2 separate regions of the Hordeum vulgare genome follow, and region 2 is linked to region 1. A link is a contact called in public Hi-C data. All regions are on one chromosome and are shown on one strand. Each heading gives the region's core, a stretch centred on a gene start, on an enhancer-like site or on the middle of the called end of the contact. The rest is flanking DNA. Distances are from core to core; before and after follow the strand shown. Region 1 has its middle 61 kb from the start of LOC123425739. Region 2 has its middle 100 kb from the start of LOC123429881.

Region 1 (6,163 bases), core at 606-3,105:
CGGACGCATAATTAACGTCCCGTGCTTTTTTGAACTTTGCATTGCTGGCATTTCATTTTACTTCTTATATTTAGTTTTTCATTATATAAACATTTTTTAATTGATATTTTTAATAAATTTCTAAAAACTTTAAAGTAATGAATATTTAATAAAATGCTGAATATTTTCAAAACCATGATCATTTTCAAATATATTTACATGTTTATACACTTTTAAACATTTTTTCAAATTCACAAACATTATTCTAAATCCACAATTTTTCAAAAAAAAAACATTTTTTAGATTCTTCGACATCATTTTAAAATCTTTGAAATTCATTTAAATGATGAATATATTTATAAATCACAATTTTTCAAAAACCTATTAATAATTTGAATACATGTGAACATTTTACTATTCTTATGTTGGTTTTATTTTTAGAGAAATTTGTGAAGATTTTGCAAATTGCATGTACAATTTTTTAGATTCTTGAATATTTTACTAATATTGTTAACATTTTTTATTTTTCAATAATAAATTTTGGAAATTTATATAAAAAATAACCAGTTTTACTTAGAACGAGGATCTGCTAGGTTTGAGAAAGAGAGAGAGAGGGGGAGGGAGGGAGGGACCCCTTACGATGGTCGCTGCGTTGAATTGCACTCTCAATTCGTACAGAGGCGAGCAACTGGGCGTACGTGCCTGTATCCATGTTTTTCTAGCGAACATACCATACAGATCAGGAACACTCGCGGGAGCTATTTCTCGACTTCAACGAGACCGAAGGTTCGTCTCGCTTAAGCCTTTCGACTAATCAGGCTGACCGACTAGCGCACAATAAGAAATGAGGGCGCGTAGGGCCGCTAGGCACTGCACCAGTTTTGACTTCGTGTTTACCTAGGAGTCGCTCGCTACTTGAGATAAGTTTTTTTATTATTTCTTTCCTTTTCCTTCTTTTTCCTTTCTTTGGTTCTTTGTTTGGTTTTCTTATTTATCTATGGGTTTTCTCGTCATTATAATTTGTTCTTCTCCAAAAAAACATTCTTTTTCATTGATTTTTCGGGTTTCAATGCTTTTTTCTTCTCTGGTTTTTCTTTTCTTTGCACCTTTTTATTCTTTCTACATGTTTTTTCGTTTTTGTTTTTTGGGGGGTTTAATTTTTTTATTTTTTGGTTCTTATTTTTTTGTTTTAATTTTTTCATTTCTTATTTTTTATATGACAACTGTCTTTTAATAAGAGTCAACATTTCTTGTAGATACGTTCAAATTTGTTCAGACGCATATTCAATATTTGTCAACTACTTTTTAGACATTTTAATAGTTACTAACAAAAATCTCAGAATTTTTTAAAATACTTGTTCAACGTTTTTGATGTAGTCTAATAAAAAAATAATACCTATTTAACTTCTTAAAATAAGTTTTCAATATTTGTAATACCTATTTAACATTTTAAAATACATGTTGAATATTTTTCAAAGTCTTATTCCTCATTTTTTTAATACTTATTCAACAGATTTTCATTTTTTACGGGTAATTGTTTTTTATAATATATACTCATTCCGTTTCTAAATATAAGTCTTTCTAGAGGTTTCATTAAAGGACTACATACAGATGTATATAGACACATTTTAGCATGCAGATTCACTCATTTTGCTCCATATGTAGTCTTCTAGTAAAATCTCTAAAAAAACTTATATATAAGAACGGAGGAAGTATATATCAAACAAATAAAAGTATAAAAAACATAAAAGAAACGAAATAGGAAACAGGCCGCCCCATATGCTCTCTTGGTTCGGCGAGTCTAAAGCCTCGACTCGCTTAAAGCAAGACATAGCGATGCCCTGGAACAGTGTCGCACTCAAACACTGCAGCAACCTGGAACACGTTGGTTCCTATTTGCCGCTTATAGTGTTCGCTATAGGCATATCGATACATGGTGCACACCTTCTACATTATGTACCCTTGGAAATAGGCTGTCCCATGGAAGTTGCGTTTTAGGTTTATTTAACATCCACCATCCAGTTTTTCAAAGTTTATGGATGGTTTCGTGAAGCTTTTAGAGGCTTCCGACTAGATTTTTCACTTGGTTTTTTATTCGGTTTTATCGTTTCCTTTTTTCGCAACCTTTTTCCAAATGCGTGAACTATTTTCAATATTGTGAACTTATTCTAAACACAATAAAAGTTTGTAAGTTTGCGATCTTTTGCTCAAATTCATGAACTTTTTTCACAAAATAAAATGTGTATGGTTCAATTTCTTGAACTTTTTCAATTTCATGAACTTCTTCTGAATTTGATAAACAAAATCAAATTCATTGACTTTTTTAAATTTGAGAAAATATATTTGAATTTTCGAACAAGTTTTCATCTTAAGGAACATTTAAAAAATTGAAAAAAAACAATTAGCAAATATATTTTTAAAATTTATGATTCCTTCTTTGTAGGGTTGGTTCTTTTTGTGTTCATGGAATTTGTTTTAACTCATAATGTCTTCATTATTTATAGATGTTTTTGTTATACCATTTTTTATCTCTAGAAACCAGAATTTGAGTTTGTTTTGAACCAAAAACTGTGAATGGTTTTTTAATGTCTTGTGCAACTCAACGAGTGGTGCAGCTGTCAGAAAAAGGGGAGGGCGATTGAACCAAGCCGAGCATTATTTGGGTAGGACCGAGAGCATCTCTATCAGATCCCGTATAATGCCCCGACCCGTAAAATAACCGTCAAAATATGGGTCGAGGCGGAAAATGTTGCACGACCAAACCCCGCAAACGCGTCCTTCCGTAAAAAAAACTGCAGGGCGAGGCAAAATGCTCACCCCAACCCACGAAAACGTAGCCCCCCCCCCCCCCCCGTCGGTGCCGTGTATATATCTAGAGTGGTTGGTTGGTGGGACATTTCATCCCGCGCTTTCCCCCACCCACCACCGTCGGGCTCCGCCTTCGATTCCGGCCATACCAGCGCCGAGATCACGTGGGCGGGCCGCCACACGCACTAGATCGACATCCACCACTCCCTCGTGCCTTGACTGGCCGAAAACCTGCAGATCGGCGGTTGTTTTGTCGCGCCACCAATTTTGGCTTTTCTTCCCACCGGTGTGTGCGCCAAAGCCATGGATTGGTTGGGGAGCACCCTGCACAGCCCCGGCAAAGCGCCAGCGCCACATGTAGGTACTGGTTCATCCTCTAGTCACCAGCGTTAGTTTGACGGCAAGGACTCTTCGGGCCGTCGCCCGAGCTCGGTGGTCGCGCAGCGGCTCGCCGGCTTGCCGATGCCGCTCATACAGTACGATGACTGCCTAGAGACAGTGTTGTGGCTCACATCTAGCACGCGGCAGCACCTTGGAAGGGGTATTCTTCAAATGCAATAATGACGGGGTATGCTCTTCTTTCTGTTCGGCTTTGTCATTTATTTTGTTAAATTTCGGTAGTTTATTGTGGTGTTCGTGTGTGTAGAAGGTGGATACTCATTTCGGTATTAGAAAAAAATACATCAATTTATTGATAGAAATAAACTTAATAGATGTTCGTGCACTCCTTAGTATGATTAAGGTTAATGATTCAGCTGTATGTGCAATTATAAAAGAAACTAGAAGGGAGGCAACGTCTAATTATTTAGAATCAAAGCCGAAGAATGAAGAATGCAAGATGAAGAATCCTCAGATCAACAATGAATGCATGAAGAAGATGTTGATCCAACTAGTGGGAGCAGCTATGAAAGTTGGATATCTTCTAAAATGTCTAATTGTGGTTCTTGTTTTCTTTGGTCCTGCTGTTTTAGCAAACATTTGATGAATTATGATGTCTTCAATGCCTTTGAAGAAAATAAAAAAGCAAATAAACGTGTTTTCATGCTTGGATTTGGAATGGAAATAACAAACTTTTCGGGATATCCTTTTATACGAGTCCGTTCTGCAGGGTCTGCTCGGCCGCCACCCACGCCGGCCCGCAAAATCATTTTTCCGCAAACTGTAAACGACTTTTACGTGTCGGCTTTATACGGAGTGTGCTAGAGATGCTCTTAGGCTTGTGTGAGCGCCAATTCGTTCGATGGCGCCTCAAGCTCTATTTTATTTTTTGAGAAACTCAAGCTTTGGTTATGAGCTCTCCGAGAATACCATAGCAAGCAATTTTTTGTTGGTGTTAAAAATCATTTCTAGAAATTCCAAATGTTTTTTGAAATGCAAACATTTTAAACTTTTGAACCTTTTCTGAATTTTCCACATTTTTGAAAATGTGAGCATATTGCTCAATTATGAACATTTTCCCAAATCAGGAAAAATTGTACATTTTCAAAACTATGATTTTTTTAAAACTCGAATTACTATGTCCTCAAAATTTGTTTTTTTTTTATTTCAAGCATTTATTGAAAATGTGAAAATAAAAAATTCCAAATAAACATATAAACATGAAAATAAAATTGAACATCTTTTGAAACACGTGAAGAAAATTTTGAAGTTTCGACCATATATTTTTAAAAGATCATTTAAGAAGCATGTTTTTAAAAATCCCGGACATTTTTCAAAAGCAAACAATTTTTGAAATTCTGAAGATCTTTGTAAACACAAAAAAAATATTGTGAAAATAATAATTGAAATCTTGTTTTTTAAAGCAAACAATATTTAATATCGAACAAGAAACACAATTTAAAATCAGCAAAGAAAAATAGTTATGGGACCTTTTAGAAAGTTCTAAATACCGGGTCTGTGTTGAACATACAACATCTGAAATCTGCCGAACCATATCACAGTCCCTCATCGATCTGCTTTGTGAAAGGACGCCAATTTGTCGCAATGCGTGTCGACTAGGGAGTTCGCAAGCAAGCACAGTTGTTTGAGTGAGTGACCGAGCACGCGAGCGCTATTGTGTTATACAAACCACGCATTATAGCACTAGTTCAAAGCCTAAGACGTATAAGAAGAATTCACTTACTTTTACCCTCATTTAAAGGTACTTTTAGGATAGAGAGGGGATATCATTTGTTGAGGAACGTTGCATGCAAAACAAAAAAATTCCTACGCACACGCAAGACCTACCCATGGTGATGATTATCGAGGAGAGGGGAGAGTGCATCTACATACCTTTAGTGGAACATCTTTGTGATCTAAATCGCAACCTGTCCCGCGATCTCGGCACGATCTGTCCCGTTCTAGTGCCGAACGGACGACACCTCCTCGTTCAGCACACGTACAACTCGATGATGATCACCGCCTTCTTGATCCAGCAAGAGGGGCGGAGCGGTAAATGAGATATCCAGCATGGCGGCGTGGTGGTGATGGTAGTGAACTAATCCAGCAGGGCTTCGTCAAGCTTCTGCGGAACTAATCTAGAGGAGTAAACGATCTAGAGGGAGAGAGGGCTACGCCTTTGCTTCAGGTGCAAAAAGCCTCTCTACCCTCTAGTATATATAGGAGGGAGGGAGGGGACGAGGCAGCCAAAAGGCTCCTCCTTGGCTTAGCTGAATAGGTGGAGGTTGAAGAGTCCACCTCCAATCCTACTCCAAGTAGGACTCCTACTTGGAAACCTCCTCTCCATTGGTTTTTCCCTTCTTTTGCTCCTTGGCCAAAATAGGCCATCTTGGGCTGGCCGCACCAGCCCACTAAGGGCTGATGCACCACCTTTAGGACTATTAGGTTCTCTCCTGGGTGGGTGGCCCCTCCCCGTAAAACCCCGGAACCCATTCGTCACTTCCGGTACTTTATCGGTAATGCCCAAAAAATTTCCGGAAGCCAAATGTAACTTTCCTATATATCAATCTTTACCTTCGGACCATTTTGTAGCTCCTCGTGATGTTCGAGATCTCATCCGGGACTCCGAACAACTTTTGATTACCAACACACATAACTCAATAATACTGAAACGTCACCCAACCTTAAATGTGCACACCCTGCGGTTTCGAGAACTATGTAGACATGACCTGAGACATTCTCCGGTCAATAACCAATAGCGGGACCTGGATGCCCATATTGGCTCCTACATATTATATGAAGATCTTTATCGGTTGAACCTTTATGTCAAGAATTTAGTTAATCCCATATGTTGTTCCCTTTGTCCTTCAGTATGTTGCTTGCCCGAGATTCGGTCGTCTGTATCTCTATACCTAGTTCAATCTCGTTACTGGCAAGTCTCTTTACTCGTTCCGTAATACAATATCCCGTGACTAACTCCTTAGTCACATTGCTTGCA
Region 2 (6,848 bases), core at 3,310-5,809, 480 kb after region 1:
GAGGCCTACTGTCCCGACCTGCGGTGCATGCCGTAAACCGGGATGGGGAAGAACCTAGCAGCAGCTCAGAGTTTGGAACTCGAAGACATGAGGAAGATAATTTTCTGATGTGTTCCTCTGAAGAGGAGAGGCCTCTCTTTTATAGGCACGTGAGAAGGAGGCGAATAGGCTGCGATGGGAGGTGAAACAAAAGAGGGAGACGAAACAAACATGCAACAACAAAAGGGTGCAGTGTTCGTAGTCAATCTCCACTACAACAAACTTTTAGCTCCAGAGTGACCTTTCGTTTACTAGTCGTGCATGAAAAAAATGTAAACAACGACTCGACTCATTCTCGCAACCCGCGGCGCATGGTGAAGAGGCGTGGCGTGACCAAGCGGGCGACGGAAGAGAAACGCGCGTGAATATCTCTCTTGTTCTCATTCTCATACATGTGGAGAAACAACCTCCCTTATAAAAGATTTAACTCCTACTAGGTGAACAATATGAGACTAAACTTTAATCTCATCTCTTGCCTTACATGAATGGGCTAAGTAGACCTCTAAAATTATTATGAAATCAGAAAATGTATTGGAAACAAAATTCTAGCACAACATTTGCCCATAAATAGACTAAATTCCAGCACTAGTGTCTCCGAAATTAGCATTGCATAGGTTAAGAGGTAGCCGAGTTAGGGTTTGAGTTATAGGTGCATGACTAAATATCAACTCATTTTAGTCTTTCCTTTCTATACGTTAAGTGCCATCCTTTCTCAGCGGTGTGATGTTTTGAGCATTAGTTTTGGAATAAAAAGAGACAATAATTGATCCTATAAAGTAAAAAAACCGCCAAGTAAAAAATATTTTTTTAATGAAAATGTGCATTTTGTGAAATTCTACAGCATTCCCTTTACTAAAACATCAGTTGAGTTAGAACATCTACAGCCGGATTCCTCATATCCATCTCAAACGTCCGGGGAGGCCGCCCGGTCATGAAAATGCGATCGAGACGGGCCTCTCAGACCATCCTCAAACGTGTGGGCTGACCGGCTCCCCTCATTTCCAACCCAAATATGGGGTAGCCCGGGCGTGTCTGTGCACGACCGTCACGTGGACCTGACAACTTGGCCCCACACGGACTCGGCGGGAAACCCGAGGTCGCGTGGCGCCGCTCCGGCTCCTTGCTCGGGATCGGGGCCGGCTATTTAAGTTGGCCGACGCCCCCAACCCTAGCTCATCCGCCTCCTTCCTTTCTCCATCGCCACCCGAGCATGTCTGCCTCCTCTCACTCTTCCCTCTTCGAACTCATCAGCCATGCCACCACGCCGGCGGCATTACACGATCCAGCAGTGTCTCTTCGTCCTTGAGCAGGTCTGAATCCGAAGGGAAGCACGGCTACCTCTGAAACCGGCGGAGGACTTCGAGGAGGGGAAGAGGTGGGCGAAGAGATGGGGGAGGAGCCCGAGGAGGAGGCGCTGGAGGAGGAGGCATCAGAGCCGGAGGAGGGGGCGCTGGAGCCGGAGGAGGAGGCGCCGCCGCCGCAGGAGCCGAAGGTGGAGGCTCCGACGATCGTGGATCTGTGGCCGGAGCAGTTGGCCATCCTCAACTCTATCCGCTCCGAGTCGGCTACGGAGGCCAGGCGTCTTCATGAGCATCAGATGGAGGCTGCATGGGCGGCGTAGGCGGGTGAGGCTCCAAAGCAAGCGGATCAGGCCATCTCCGATGATGAAGAAGCGTAGTACACTATGCAGGATATACTTTGTATGTGTGTGTATGGATATAAGGGATAATAAAATATAAGAGAGTTAGATGTGGAAGGATTTGCAAGATCCGGCGGTAGATGCTCTAATAGTTTTCCGTCTTCCATGCAAATGTTGTAAAGAATGATTATATTCAAGTTTTTAAGTTTAATGTATGGGTTTAAAAAAATCTGTTGAGTACTTTTATCGTACAGTATTGTACTAGTAATGTATTTCGAAACATTAAACAAGCCAGTGTGGCCGGGGATCAAGTTTAGATTTTTGGACTGTAACAATAAAGTAGGGCTTGGCGACGAGTTGCACTTGCACGGCAGGCAACTGCATGGGAGCTGCCCAAAGTGTGGGACATTCATTGTCTCCTTTGCGTGCCGCACGAGAGCTTAGCGACCAAACCAACCAAGGCGGGCGGCGATGCGGTGACCAAACTTAACGACGACGAGAGTCAAACTGTCGATTCTCTGGGCCTCAACGAAAGCACGGTCTATATATGCTCGGTCAGGCTCGCGACGACTATGGCGTTCACTTCTTTTCTGCTTTCCCTTTGCCGGGCGAAATTCCTTGGGGAGCAAGAAACTGTCGCAAGGGAAACCATATACCGCTATCGGGCTCAACACTTTTGACATCCACCGAATCAAGATCGCATTTCCCACGTTGACGGGAAGACTACACCAATCAGCGGCAAGCTCGCGCCTTGCATCAACAAGCGCTATAGGATTTAGGGTTCACCACAAGTGCGTCTACGAATGTGTTTGGTAGGGTGCATGAGGGTAAAAATTCTTAATTAGGTCCACTTTTACTTGTTTGATAGGGTGTATGGGCTCACCTCAGCTATGTCCATCAGATGCAAAAAAAAAAAACTCAACTATGCTCAACCCAACACCCCCAACGGGGCGAGCTGGGCTCAGCTAAGCTCGCTTCGACCCACCTTTGCCTCGAACGACCTCCCCTCCCGAACCCCACCCTCCCTCGAGACCCATTTAACTCTCGCGACCCCATCCCTCTCTCTCGCACAGCCCACCGTCGGCGCCCCGTTCTACCCCTTCATCGTCTCTACCCCGCCCCATATAGTAATTTATATTTCAACCCAACATTTTACTATATGTGTTAGTTTGTTTTTTCCTTCTTCTTTTTTATCATTTTTTTTGTTTTTTAATGCGCCTTTTTAACAAAACCGTGAACCTTTTTGTTTCGGCCCATTTTTCAATTTTAAATTTCACGATTTTTTAAAACCAACGAGCTTTTCTTTTAAATCAGTGAACTCTTTTCAAATTTGATGAACTACTAGCAAAAGGACCTGTGCGTTGCAACGGGAGAAAAAAAATACCACACGCTTTTAATCTTTTTATAATCATTTTGATTTATTAAAATAATAAGCTAACTAACTAATGTAGTCAGTCCTATCCTATTTTGTTGAGAAATCAACCCGTCCATTGTTAATTCCACCATGATGAGAAATTGAGCGGGACAAGCAAAGCAAAACAAAGAGGCTACATGAATTGATCAATGGACTGTTATCTTATTTCACTCATGGGGTAGAGAATGTGGATCAGATGACAAACTGAAGGTGGTGTTCCATTCTCTGTCTCTACAACAATACAATCTTACATTAAATACATTCATTCATCAGCAAACAAATCCCCACAAAACAAAATTTCTTGTCGGTGCTTGGCACACGGTTGGAGACATGGGCAGGGCATCTCACCAGATGATGAGTTCCTGCCGGAGGAGGGGATACGATGACGGGAGCAAGGGATAGGCGCCTCTATCTGGCCATAAGGAGTCGTCGTTGCCGCGCCATAACCTCGGAGTTCCCCGTGTGAGCCATGGAGTCCCGCCTCCACCTGCAAGTACTTCGCTTCGCCGCGCCGCCGCCGTTCTGCATCGAGCAGATGCATCATACACAGTCACTGTAGCTGTCGCGTTGATTTGATCCAGAAGTTGTGCTCGAGCGTCGAAACGGGGGCAGCAAGCGGGCGGAGGTACGGCCGCGGAGGCGGGTGGGTTGAGATCGACAACAGTGGTGGTTGAGGTCGGCCGCGGCGGCGAGTGGTGTGGCAGCGGCCTGGGCACAGGCCAGGGTGGACCAGGGTCGACGCGATGCGCTCGAGCGCCGCAACGGGGGCAGTGAGCGGGGAGAGGTACGGACGAGAAGGCGGTGGGTTGAGATCGGCAGCGGTGGCGGTTGAGGTCGGCCGCGGCGGCGAGTGGTGTGGCGGCGGCCTGGGCACAGGACATGGTGGCCCAGGGTACATGTATAATTTTTGCAGCGAATCGTTTTTTTCCTTTTGCGTTGCAGATAAATGATGAAGCGCGGGTTGAATAACAAAAATTACAGGGGCTTTTTTATACCGCGGTGGGTTTTCCGACGGAAGCAATAGCTGCTTTATTATTAGGTATAGATTTTAATATTCTATGAACTTTTATCAAAATTCATGAATCCCTTTTCAATTTTAACGAACTTTTTTTCAGATTGGGTGAGCTTTTTTCAAAATCAATGAAATTTTTCACAAATTTGGGGAACTTTTTCTAAATATGATGAACTTTTTTAAAAATTCAATGAACTTTTTTCAAATCCGATGAACTTTTTTCAGATTTGATGAACTTTTTTCAAATCCGATGAACTTTTTTTGAATTCGATGAACTTTTAAAAACAATCGAGATCTTTTCTTCAAAATCTGTGAAATTTGAATTCACAAATAAATTCATTAATTGCGAGTATTCACCTTTTCATATTTAATAAACGACTGACTGAAGTGAGCCCACCACGAGTGATCAATAGAGCGAACCCACCAAACGCTTGCACATATGGAGCGGCCCACGGGGTGGTGGTGCATGGGCGCCACCTAGGGAAAGTGGCGCCTGCAGTGCCAGTTAGGAGCTCCCGCTCCTACCTGCCGCTTGTTGCGGCAGGGACAAGCTGCAACGCACAGAGGCTCGTCCCAAATGGGCTGGCCCAGCTAATTATTTTGTTTTAAAGAATCTAATACTTTTTTCTATTACTCTTTTCCTTTTTTTCTGCTTATTTCCTTTTTTCTTTTTTGGTAGATTTTCTTTCTTTTTCCTTTTCTTTCCGTATTCTAAGCAAAAATATTTTTCAAATTTGAAGAACAATTTTGAAAAATACTGAATAAATTAGGAAGCGTGAATTTTTTTTGAAGCACGAACATTTTTGGAATCTTGAGAATTTTCTTTTCAGATTGAGAACAATTTTTCAGAATTATGAACAAATTTGGAAGCGCAGATAGTTTTTTAAAGCACGAACATTTAATGAATCTTCAGAACAATATTTTGAATAGGAGATTTTTTTTGAAAAAACACAAACAAATTTGAAAGCGCGAACAAATTCTTAAAGCACGAACATTTTTTGAATTTTGAGAAAAAAATTTAAAACCTAGAATAATTTTAAAAAATCAAGAACAAATTTGAAAGAGCGAAAAAATATTAAAGCACAGATATTTTTTTGAATCTTAAAAACAAAATTTGGAAACAGAGACCAATTTTGAAAAACCACGAACAAATTTTTAAATCACGGACATTTTTTTAATTTTGAGAACAACTTTTGAAACCGAGAACAATTTTGAAAAATCCTGAAATATTTTAGAAACACGAACAATTTTAAAAGCACTCGCATTTTTTGAATCTTGAGAATAAAATTTTGAAACGGAGAATAATTTTGAAAAATCCTAAACAAATTTGGAAGCATGGAATACTTTTTAAAACATAAAGATTTTTTGAATCTTGAGAACGAATTTTGAAACCGAAAACAATTTTAAAAATTCTTGAACAAATTTGAAAGCACAATTTTTTTTAAAGCACCAACATTTTTTGAGTCTTGACAATAAAATATTTAAATGAAGAATAATTTGGAAAAAATCCCAAATTTTTTTGGAAGCATGAACTATTTTTTAAAGCACGAACATTGTTTGAATTTTAATAACAAATTTTGAAACCAAGAATAAATTTTGAAACCGAGAACAATTTTTGGAAAATATAAAAGATTTTTGAAAATGAAGAACATTTATGATAATCCAAACACATTTTTTTAAAATCTAGAACATTTTTTGAATAAAAACAAAAAAAAGAATATAGAAAAATGAAAAAGAATAAAACAATTCATGAAACCTTGTAGAAGTTTCCTAGAACCGGAAAAAATCGGGTGAGAACCCTTTTCCCAAAACCGGGGCCCTGCTGCCCACCTCCCGCTCTATGCGAAGCCCCGACACGGCTTCGCACAGATCGGCGAATAGGGTTTTCCGTCATTGGGTTCAACACAGAAACACATGGGACAACGACTGGTCCAGTCTACTAGCATCAAAGAAAGCGAAGCGAGTTGAGGGCAAGAAGGAGAAGGCAATAATATCCAAACACAGCGCACTTAGGCCGCGTGCACCTAGCCACTTGAGTCGATCGCTGATGTTGACTAATTTGTAGAGTGAATCTTTTAGAAAAAAACAAAAGCAACAAATTAAATTGTAAAATCCAAAACATTTTTTCGAAAGTGTGCACAATTTTCACAAAGCAAACAAATTTTCAGAAAATAAACATACCAAAAAAAATTACAAAGTGAATAAATATTCAAGTTATTGTACTTTTTTGATAAAATATGAATACTTTTCTTATAATATGATTAAAACCTAGAAAACACATACATTTTTTGAATATTTGAAAAAAACCAGAATCAAAAGAATTTAGAAAATCTGAAAAAAAACATTAAAACACAAACTTTGTTTGAAATTTATAATTTTTTGAAATAAACAAAAAGGAGAAGAAAAAGAAAACCAGGAAAGCAAAAAATAAAAAAAATAAAGGAAAAAAAGGGAAACCCCCAGTTCAAAAACCTTGTAGAAGGTTTCAAAGTAGAAACCTAACCAATTCAAAATAGCTTCTAGAAGTTTCTAAACCAGAAACCTGTGTAGTGTTGTAAATGGGCCAGCTCATTATGTTACTTACCCCGCACGTCCTATGCGAAGCGTCTACGGGTCAACATAATGTGTGTCTTGTAAGATTTTTCTTCAATTCGTATTATGTTGGATATCAACCGAGGATTGGTTCACCACAAGTATTATGGGAGGTATAAATTCTCAAAAAAAAATGGTTACATTTGACGAGT

The links. Hi-C and Micro-C count contacts between places; a contact is called where the count stands out from the background.
Region 2: a contact with region 1 is called in a Hi-C map of seedling, with 5 times the contacts expected there. The contact joins two enhancer-like sites. A contact is called at or near these places in 3 of 6 Hi-C or Micro-C datasets (leaf and seedling).

Annotation. Positions count from the first base shown.
Region 1 is chr2H:178,568,651-178,574,813 of MorexV3_pseudomolecules_assembly, forward strand. No RefSeq gene overlaps it. Among protein-coding and RNA genes, the nearest start is that of LOC123425739, 61 kb to the right of the region's middle. Within about 2 kb of position 1,856, at least 3 of the 3 cell types and tissues checked have open chromatin away from gene starts, as enhancers often do. A contact at or near this core is called in leaf and seedling, where this site is marked.
Region 2 is chr2H:179,041,497-179,048,344 of MorexV3_pseudomolecules_assembly, forward strand. No RefSeq gene overlaps it. Among protein-coding and RNA genes, the nearest start is that of LOC123429881, 100 kb to the left of the region's middle. Within about 2 kb of position 4,560, at least 3 of the 3 cell types and tissues checked have open chromatin away from gene starts, as enhancers often do. A contact at or near this core is called in leaf and seedling, where this site is marked.